Regions from separate parts of the Ovis aries genome. Here all the other regions are linked to region 3. The links are chromatin contacts, called in public Hi-C maps. All regions are on one chromosome and are shown on one strand. The core of a region is the stretch at or near the end of the contact, and the rest is flanking DNA. Distances in the headings are between cores, read along the strand shown. Region 1 holds the start of INTS4 (integrator complex subunit 4). Region 2 holds the start of CLNS1A (chloride nucleotide-sensitive channel 1A). Region 3 holds the start of RSF1 (remodeling and spacing factor 1).

Region 1 (3,233 bases), core at 350-2,849, 150 kb after region 3:
TTACTTTGCCAACAAAGGTCCGTCTAGTCAAGGCTATTGTTTTTCCAGTGGTCATGTATGGATGTGAGAGTTGGACTGTGAAGAAAGCTGAGTCCCAAAGAATTGATGCTTTTGAACTGTGGTGTTGGAGAGTCCGCTGGACTGCAAGGAGATCCAACCAGTCCATTCTGAAGGAGATCAGTCCTGGGATTTCTTTGGAGGGAATGATGCTAAAGCTGAAACTCCAGTACTTTGGCCACCTCATGCGAAGAGTTGACTCATTGGAAAAGACTCTGATGCTGGGAGGGATTGGGGGCAGGAGGAGAAGGGAACGACAGAGGATGAGAGGGCTGGATGGCATCACCAACTCGATGGACATGAGTTTGAGTGAACTCCGGGAGTTGGTGATGGACAGGGAGGCCTGGCATACTGCAATTCATGGGGTCGCAAAGAGTTGGACACGACTGAGCGACTGAACTGACTCAACTGACTAACTGACACGGTCTGGGCCCCTCAGTCCTGAAACAACTCCAAAGGAGGAAGGATGGTACTGCCCTCCTTTACAGGTAAACTATAAAAGGTTGGTGGTGAGCTGTTCCACCAACGAAAACTTCAACCCCTATGAAGCCTGTGACTCTCGTCTGCTGTGACTGGGTCTTGAGGACTCCTATAGATTCCTCTTCCAAACCCTTAGAGCTCTGCATACAGCCAACTTGGCTTTGGGCACTTTTTTGGTAATGGGAGTTGCAAGGAAATTTGTCAATACCCCACCAGAAGTCTCAAAGTCCTCATTTGTAAAATGAAGATGCTAATGAACTGCGGTGTTTGGGGAAGCCTCTTGAAAGTCCCTTGGACAGCAACGAGATTAAACCAGTCGAACCTAAAGGAAATCAGTCCTGAATATTCACTGGAAGGACTAATGCTGAAGGTGAAACTTCAATACTTTGGCCATCTGATGCGAAGAACTGACTCAATGGAAAAGACCCTGATGCTGGCAAAGATTGAAGGCGGGAGGAGAAGGGGACGACAGATGATGAGATGGTTGGATGGCATCACCCACTCGATGGACATGAGTTTGAGTAAACTCCGGGAGTTGGTGATGTACAGGGAGGCCTGGCGTGCTGCGATTCATGGGGTCGCAAAGAGTCGGACACGACTGAGCTGCTGAACTGAAGGTAACATGAAAAAAATAAGATAACAGATAAGATACTTTCGTAAATTGCAAGGTGCTGTTTGCTTCTTCTAATAGTTTTTTTTAGTGTCAGACTGCACATGTTAATACTGACAACAGCAGCGGCCAATGAACACGCCCACTAAAGTGTAGTCAGAGAGGCAGCCTACCAAAGCACTGGCAGCACTGACACCCTACCCAGCTTTGTGGCGCCAGTTCTGGCAAAGTGTCTGGGGGCGCGGATAACCTACCTTCCCCTTTCCCAGACCAGTCCTGGGACCTTTCCTTCTAGAGCTTACCTGAACCACCTTAGTGAACTCCTCATAAACCCGCTTCTTCAGATGTGCCGCCATGGTTGTTCGTGCACCTTCTCAGCTTCCGTACCCGACGGGGCTGAGGGGGGCAGAGGAATACGAACAAACTTGCCCAGGAGGGAGGAACCAGCCGCTGTCCCACAAGGCAGTGGGGTTCCGGGAAAGAGAAGCCGCTTCCGGCTGCTCGACTGCCTTGTCGCTGTGCGTCCGGATTTAGCGACCTACGCCTGCCGCGCGGGAGGAACGGAAACCGGAGCCGGAGCGTAGCACAGGGGGCGGGGCTTCTGGCAGGAGGAGGCGGGTCGGAAAGGCTGGAGGAGCCAATGGGAGCTTTGGGGGGCTTTCTGTTGGGTTTGAGTGACGGAGGGAAACGGAGGGTCGGGGGAAGTGCTTCAGTGTAAAGGGCGGAGGTGGAGCTATCCAGAGCTAGAGGTAAAACCTGGAGCTGTGTGAGGATTCTGACTCAGAAGATAACACAAAGAGGTCAGACTGACAGCTCCATCATCCATTGCTGTTCTCAGTATTTGCTGTCTGTCCCCTGTGCTCGCCTTTTGATCGAGCTGTTGCTCAGAAACTGGGTTTGCCTTCTGGTTGTTGTCAAGCCTGAAGACCCAACTAACCAAAGTTCCAAAGAAGTAAGGACATATTACTTGCAGCAAGTAAGGAGAGCACAAGCAATCTTCCCCAAAGCAGTGTCTCCAAACAGCAAAACTGGGGACGCTTTAAGCTAAGTGTTAGTCGCTCGGTGGTGTCCAGCTCTTTGAGACCCCATTGATCGTAGCCCACCAGGCCACTCCATCCATGGAATTCTCCAGGCAAGAATACTGAAGTGAATTGCTGTCCCCTTCTCCAAGGGATCTTCCTGACCCAGGGATCGAGCTCAGGTCTCATGCACTGTAGGCAGATTCTGACCTACCACGGAAGCCTAAGGGTGCATGCAAATTCATTCATGAAGGCGCTTGAGCAGAGGAGAATTCAGCATTGGATTGGGGAGAGGTCTACAGGGCCCAAGCTTTAGTTGATTGAATTCAAGAGGGTCGACATCACCGCTCCATCTTCAAGGTGAGTGGGGAACATTAGTTCTTGCAGAACTCAAAGACATATATCAGATTGTTACATATATCTTTTAAGGAAAAACTGGTTTTTGACTGCAAGGAACAAGAAAACGTATTTCTTTTGTTCCTTCCTTCCCTCACTTCTCTCAAGATAATTAATTAGAGACCTGTTCAAGGACAAGCATTGTGGTCAGGCTTAGATCAAACAATGGCTTAAGCCAAAAATGGCTTTTCTTACATCTTTTTCTAGGGACCCCCCCCCCTCCCTATCTGCTTACAAAGCTGTATGCCACCCCTCCAAACCTCTCCTGGCCTAGGGTACTTTTTCCTGCTCTCTCATTCCAGTTGTTGAAAAGCTACCTATCCTTTAAGGAATCAAGCCATCATCTGATAGCTAGGGGAGAGTGGAAAGAATTCTAAGGCCAAGGATCAAGCAACAAAGCTTCAGGTCACACAACTCAGATGGGATTTGAACCCAGCCAAAACTCTGATTGGAACTTGAACCCATGAGGTGGGACTTGAACCCACTGTCCTTCAGTTAAAATTGCTCACCTTGTATCAGAACCTGAAGCTCAGGTTCTTTATGTCTCAGCACAGGGAGATTTCAGCAAGAAGCAAAGGGATAGGTAAACAGTGGATTTATTTAGAGAAATACACATCCCATAAACAGAATGTGGTCTGTCTCAAAAGGCAAGTGCAACCCTGGGAGGAACA
Region 2 (3,085 bases), core at 577-3,076, 170 kb before region 3:
TACACAGAGAAGCCATGGAGAAAAGGGGGATTGTGTAGGGGCTAAGAATATGTGTTCCACTTTCCACTCCTTGAAAGAAAGGAGATCTTCCACTCCTTGCAAGATCTCTGAAGATCTTCTTGTCAATACCCTCAAATACTGCTTTTCAGATTTGATTTTATTTGACCACTCCTCTCTTTTTCCTCAAGTCTCTTCTTCCCTGGTGGCTCAGACAGTAAAGCATCTGTCTACAATGAGGGAGACCTGGGTTCGATCCCTGGGTCGGGAACACTCCCTGGAGAAGGAAATGGCAACCCACTCCAGTACTCTTGCCTGGAAAATCCCATGGACGGAGGAGCTTGGTGCAGGCTACTGTCCATAGGGTCGCAAAGAGTCCAGCACGACTGAACAACTTCACCTTCACCTTCTATAACATAACTTGTGTAGATGTGTCCCCAAGGTTCTATCCTTGGCCCTCTCTTCTTCTCAAGTATCTAATCTATTCATCTTTAACACAACTCTCCCAAGAAATATGCTCATATGTGCAACTAATCCACATTTGCAGACCAAACCCATTATCTGTACCTTACCCCAAACTTGATCTTCCTCCCATCCAAATTTCCTATCTGTGACTGACCAGAAAACTAAGCTTTGTTCAATGACTAGATTTCCTTCGAAAGCAAGGGGTTCTTTACATCTTTTTGTGCCTGCTGTGGCAGGGAGAAATTTGGCCTCTATGACTCTCACATCTCCTGGTGTCAAACCAGTGAATATGTTACATGGAAGAAGGGACTTTGTGTATGTAATTAAGGTTACTAATCAGGTCACAAGAAAAGAGAGATTACCCTGGATTATCTGTGTGGGTCCAACATAATCATGTGACTTCTTAAAAGCAGGGAATTTTCTGACTGCAGACAAAACTGATACAGAATAAAGAGAGAAGTGGAGGACAGGAAAAGATTCAGTGTGTGACTGTTGGCTTGAAGATGAATGGAACCATATGTCATGGAAATGAGAACTTCTATTCTACAATCTCAACATGTAAAACAAGTCTATGAAAGTAAAAACTGCTCCAGGTACCCAAATAAAAGGGCAATTCCTTCTAGGAATGGAAATGAGAGTTAGGTTCCTCTGGATACAACCCCTACCAGCGTGGGGGTGCAGGTGTTCCTCTCCCCACTCATACCTACAGAAAAAAACCTATACCCCCTTAACCAAGCTTTAAAATCCTGCACAATTTGCTCTAAACCTACATATCCTACCCAGGGCAACACCTCCCATTCCTGATCGCCGACGAGGCAGGCACTTCGATGACTCTTCTTCACTCAGGTCCTGAAACTCAAAATCCTGAGACCTTGAATAAAAAGCAGCACCCCATCAGACCTCCAGAAAACAGGTGGGTAGAAAGCACAATGAATGAGGCGAACACCGTCTGACGAAGACAGACATGAAGGCTCCGAGGAGAGGACACTGGAACACACGAGTCTTCTCCTCAGCAGAGGCACCTCAAAGGCAAAGCGGGGCACGCGCTCCCCCGCCCCACGGCCTCAGAAGTCTCAGTCTCCCTCACGCTACTCCGCACCGCCCGCGCCCGGCAGAGACGAGGCGAGCAGGAAGCCAGCCCTTGGAAACAGAGACTCTACCTTTCAGCGATGTAAAGGGTGCCGGTGCCGAGGCCCTTCCCGTTCAGCACAGCCTCGGTGTCTGGTTGCTGCTGCCGTAGGCCCTCAGCCGACCCGGGCGGCGGGAAACTTCTGAGGAAGCTCATTACTGCGAGGAGCGCCGAGACACCGGCCAGGAGCTGGCTGAGGCACCGCAAACCCTTCGCCGCGTCCCGCCCCGGAAGCAGTAGCAATTCCCCCCGGAAGTGTAACTTAGTCGGCCCCGGAATTCGAGCCCGTCTACCATAGAGATGAGACGTTCTAGGACAAGCTCTCACAGGCTTGAGAGAACTGAGTTTGTCAGGTTACGGCTTTTCCCTTCTCCCTCGGATTTCTAAGGCTCCAGGTTTGGAATAACGGAGTGTTCTCCCCACATCCTACTTCAGGATCGTCACAGCAACCTTGTGAGAGAGGAAGCACAGGAAATAATAAATTTCTTCTTTCTGCCGAAGTGGAAACGGAACCGTAAGGCAGGGAGTCTCTTGCCTGAGGTTGCATAGCAATGAGAGACCACACTGATTTACAAGTCGGTCACCTAAGTGGGTTCGGCTCTTCTCACCTGCGCCCGCCTCGTCTAGGCCTTGTTCATGTCTCAACAGCCACGCCCCAGACATCAGTATAGGTCCTAACGCCGTCCTAGTACACGAGCCACATATCCCCTGGTATCAGATGTGCAAACGAGCGCAAAGAGGTAATTAACCCTGGGTGAAAGGCTAGTTGTGTCAGCAAGCATATGGGGCGCTGAGGGGAAAAGAATTAATCCATTCGACTTGGAATTCTTTATTTCTTCACTAGACACTGAAAAAGTATTAAGAGCTAATAAAAACTTTTAAAATAATCATAAAAGTAGCTAATGGTAACCGGGTATTAAGTGTCAAGCCCCGTTCAAGGCTAAGTCGCTCCAGTTGTGTCCGACTCTGCGATCTTACTGACTGTAGCCCGCCAGGCTCCTCTCTTTACCCTTATTATTTCTTCATTTCCTCTGTGACAACTTTATGGGGAAGATGGAGCTGAAACGAGAACTAGTGGAAAGTAGTAGGAATAGATCCTGAGAGATCCTTCCCTGTGGCCTGAGCTTCCTCACAGCTTGGCAACTGGGTTTTGACGTTGAGCATCCCAAGAAAGAGAGTGGTATAAGCTGCACGGCCTCTTCTAATTTAGCCTTGGAAGTTACAGAGTGTAACCACAAGTAGTATCTGATGGTAACCACAAGTAGTATCTGATGGATTTTTCATCATTTTTTTTTTTAAATGTACTTTGTGGTCCTATATGCTTTGACATGCCTGCAGCCCTGGCTGACAACTTGACTGCAGGTTTGGGAGCGATCCTGAGGCAGAGGAATCCAACTAAACTGTGTCAGATTCATGGACGGACAGAAACTGTGAGATAATAGCTGTTGAATTTTGGTGTGTTTTTTTGTTTTTGCTTTGGTGTGCTGCAGTGCA
Region 3 (2,991 bases), core at 229-2,728:
ACCAATAATAGACCGGCGGCACCAGAGAGAGAAACATGAGCAACAAGCACCTTCTTCAACTGTTTCCCCCTCCGTCTGAGCCCCTCCTCCATCCTACATACTAAACACCCCACCCTACCCTTCAAATGGGAGGGCGACTTCTTCTTCCCCTAAGCCTTACTGCCAGGATGAAGGGGGAAGGGACTGGAAAAGTGGAGAGATGCTTTTCTATTATTTGCGGGGGGAGGCAGGGAGGAGGAGAAAAACTATGGGGGAGGAGAAATTAACCCTCTGCCCACCAAAGCGGGGAAGCAAAACCGACTTCACCACCACCACCCCGCAAAGTGAGAATGGAAGAGGACCCCTTCCTATGAAGGAGCAGCAAACCTCCAGACTCCCGAAGAAGGAGTTTTGGGGGTTAAACCGACCCTGGAGGGGAAGGGAAAGGAGACCGGAGCCGACTCTCTCTCGGGGGAGTTCCCACTAGAGGGAGGGAGGGAGATGAAGTGTCCTCTGGCCCCCGCCCACCCAGGTGGAGGGAGAGAAAGGGGAGCCCGGAGAAGACGAGCCCAGCCTCCCCCGAGATAGTAGGGAGGATGGTGGGAGGAGGGGAGGGAGCGAGGGAGGGGTAGAGAAAAGCGCAAAGCTGGCCGGAACCTGCGCTCCCCTTCCTCCGCCACCGAGAGGGAGAAGGGGAGAGGGACCCGGCCCCCACCGCGGGGTAGCAGCCCCCGGTGCGGCCGATCAGCACAATGACCCCCCTCATCCCCCGCGCCCAGACCTAGACGACGACGCCCCCACCTCTGCTGGGCGCCGGGCGGAGTTGGCCCTACGGGGCCTCCGCCCCGCCTCCCCACTGCCCGAGACCCCCGGGGGCTGGGCGGAGGAGACCGGCCGCGCGGAACTGCGCCTCAGCGGGAGGACAGAGCCGCGGAGGCCCGGGGTGTCTGTGGGGAGCAGAGAGAAGGAGCAAACCAGGGCCGCTTCCCGCCGGGCGTTCGGGCCCCCTCGCTTACCTTCTCCGTTGCCGACGTCCGGCGGCGGAGCTTGCAGCACCCGCTCGAGCTCCGGGAACGGCAACTCAGGCAGGTCGAGCAGCGGCCCGTAGCGCTCCAAGAAAGAGCAGACTACGGCGAAGTTGGGACACGAACCCGGGCAGCCTGGAGGAGCCATCGCCGCCGCCGCTGCCGCCGCCGCCGCCATTTTGAACTGGAGGATGGAGGAGGAGGAGGCGATGGGGGGGTAAGGGGAGTTGGGGTGCCGAGGAACAGCAGGGCAACCTTTCAGACGACAGGAGGCGCTAGCAAGTGGGCGCCCCTGCGGATCCGGGCGTCTCAGGCACGGCGCCGCGATCCCACAATACAACGGCGGCTCAGAGCAGTCGAGAACCCAGTCAGACGGAGGAAAGAGAGGCGCTCCGTGGCTTTCACTTTCCGCCCTCTTCCCGCTCCTCCCACTTCGGGCTTGCCACTGCCTCGTGTGACAGGGGGAATGAAAACAAGGGCTGCGGGGCAGGGAGGCGGGGCTGGAAGCTCGGGAGGCGGGACTTTGTGGGCAATGACCAACAGACATGAAGGGGCGGGGCTTCGCTTGCTGCCTGGCCGAAACATTCTTTTCCGGGCGGGGCGAGTCGGGGTGGGGAGAGCGTCTAGCGGAGACCGCCTGAGCAAAGGTGAGAGGTAAAGCACGGAGCGGTTTGAGATCGCCGCTCCTCGGAGGGTGTCGGGTAAGTTTCGGGGGGCCACTCCTGGAACTGAAACTGGCCACCAGATGGTCGGGGAAGTTGAGGAGAGTGAATAAGAAGGAGAAAAAGAGCAGAATAGAAAAAAATAAAAGCGATTCTGAGGAAAAATTGGAGAGGGGAGAAGTAGAGAGGTGTCCTGAGTTGGGGATTGGGATGGAACCTTTGTAATGAAGGGGTCTCTGTGAAGTTTGCTGAGGTACAAGTACTGCACCTGCTTGAAAGCATTGTCGGAGAACTGGGGGACGAGGGCCTGACGGAACGAGAATCTGCCGGGATCTCCAGTCTGAGGAGTTGGGGCCGTGTTAGGAAATCCGGGGTTTGAAGGGACCAGGCTCTTCTCAGGGAGCAAAGTTTGAGAGGATTGGGCCCTCCTGAGTTTGCCAGGGTGGGAGGGCGAGGGGCCCTGTTAAGGACTGAGATCTTAGGGACCAATCTCTGTAGCGGAACCAAGATCGAGGGTGGACTAGGACTGCCCTGAGTGCACACCTGGTAGGAAATTTGTAGCAAGGGCAAAATGTTTGTTAGAAGACAGAGTTCTGCTTCGTTGGGAGTAGTGAGCACTCTCCCACAAAGAATCTCAGAAAATCCATCAGTAATGCAAACCAGAATGTGCAGCTTGGGATATAATGTGCATTATGTTTAAGAGTCTGGACTTGGAGTTCAGGAAGACTTGAGTCCTAACAGAACCGCTTCACGACATTGGGGAAGATTTTTTCATTTCTTTGAAAATCTGACATGGGGGGGCCGGTGATGATAGTACCTACATCGTAAGATTTTACTATATAATTCACAATAAATTGATTAGCACAATGCCCTGGCACATTGTGAGTAGAAGTCGCTCAGTCGTGTCCGACTCTTTGCGACCCCATGGACTATACAGTCCAGGGAATTCTCAAGACCAGAATATTGGAGTGGGTAGCCATGTCCTTCTCCAGGGGATCTTCCAATCCAGGGATCCAGCCGGGGTCTCCTGCATTGCAAACAGGTTCTTTACCAACTGAGCTACCAGGGAAGGCCCTGGCACATTGTAAATACTTTAAAAATATTAGTTGCTACTATTGAAGAAAATCCCTAAAATTTAGGTTGAATTCAATTGTTTGTAATTGATAGTTTACTACTTTGAGCAAAAAATTTCAGTGTGCATTTAAAATTTATATAGTATCTACTTAATAAAATAATTTCAAAATATAAATCACAAGACAATTTATAATTAAAAGCAAATAAAGAAATATATGGCATAACTCAATGGACATGAGTTTGAGCCACAT

The links. Hi-C and Micro-C count contacts between places; a contact is called where the count stands out from the background.
Region 1: a contact with region 3 is called in a Hi-C map of tail adipose tissue, with 4 times the contacts expected there. The contact joins the promoter of INTS4 here to the promoter of RSF1 in region 3. A contact is called at or near these places in 8 of 16 Hi-C or Micro-C datasets (blood, liver, muscle and 3 more).
Region 2: a Hi-C map of liver shows a contact between it and region 3, with 5 times the contacts expected there. The contact joins the promoter of CLNS1A here to the promoter of RSF1 in region 3. A contact is called at or near these places in 2 of 16 Hi-C or Micro-C datasets (hypothalamus and liver).

The regions. Positions count from the first base shown.
Region 1 is chr21:15,618,980-15,622,212 of ARS-UI_Ramb_v3.0, reverse strand. It overlaps INTS4 (integrator complex subunit 4), which reads right to left and starts at 1,599. Exons shown (of 23, transcript XM_004019432.5): 1 at 1,450-1,599. The coding sequence starts at 1,503. LOC114110119 (a long non-coding RNA gene) reads left to right here and starts at 1,845. Exons shown (of 3, transcript XR_009597820.1): 1 at 1,845-2,526.
Region 2 is chr21:15,935,222-15,938,306 of ARS-UI_Ramb_v3.0, reverse strand. It overlaps CLNS1A (chloride nucleotide-sensitive channel 1A), which reads right to left and starts at 1,826. Exons shown (of 8, transcript XR_009597819.1): 1 at 1,623-1,826. LOC132658345 (a long non-coding RNA gene) reads left to right here and starts at 1,888. Exons shown (of 2, transcript XR_009597821.1): 1 at 1,888-2,331; 2 at 2,930-3,085.
Region 3 is chr21:15,768,915-15,771,905 of ARS-UI_Ramb_v3.0, reverse strand. RSF1 (remodeling and spacing factor 1) reads right to left here and starts at 1,478. Exons shown (of 16, transcript XM_015103086.4): 1 at 996-1,478. The coding sequence starts at 1,182. AAMDC (adipogenesis associated Mth938 domain containing) reads left to right here and starts at 1,591. Exons shown (of 4, transcript XM_012101710.5): 1 at 1,591-1,651.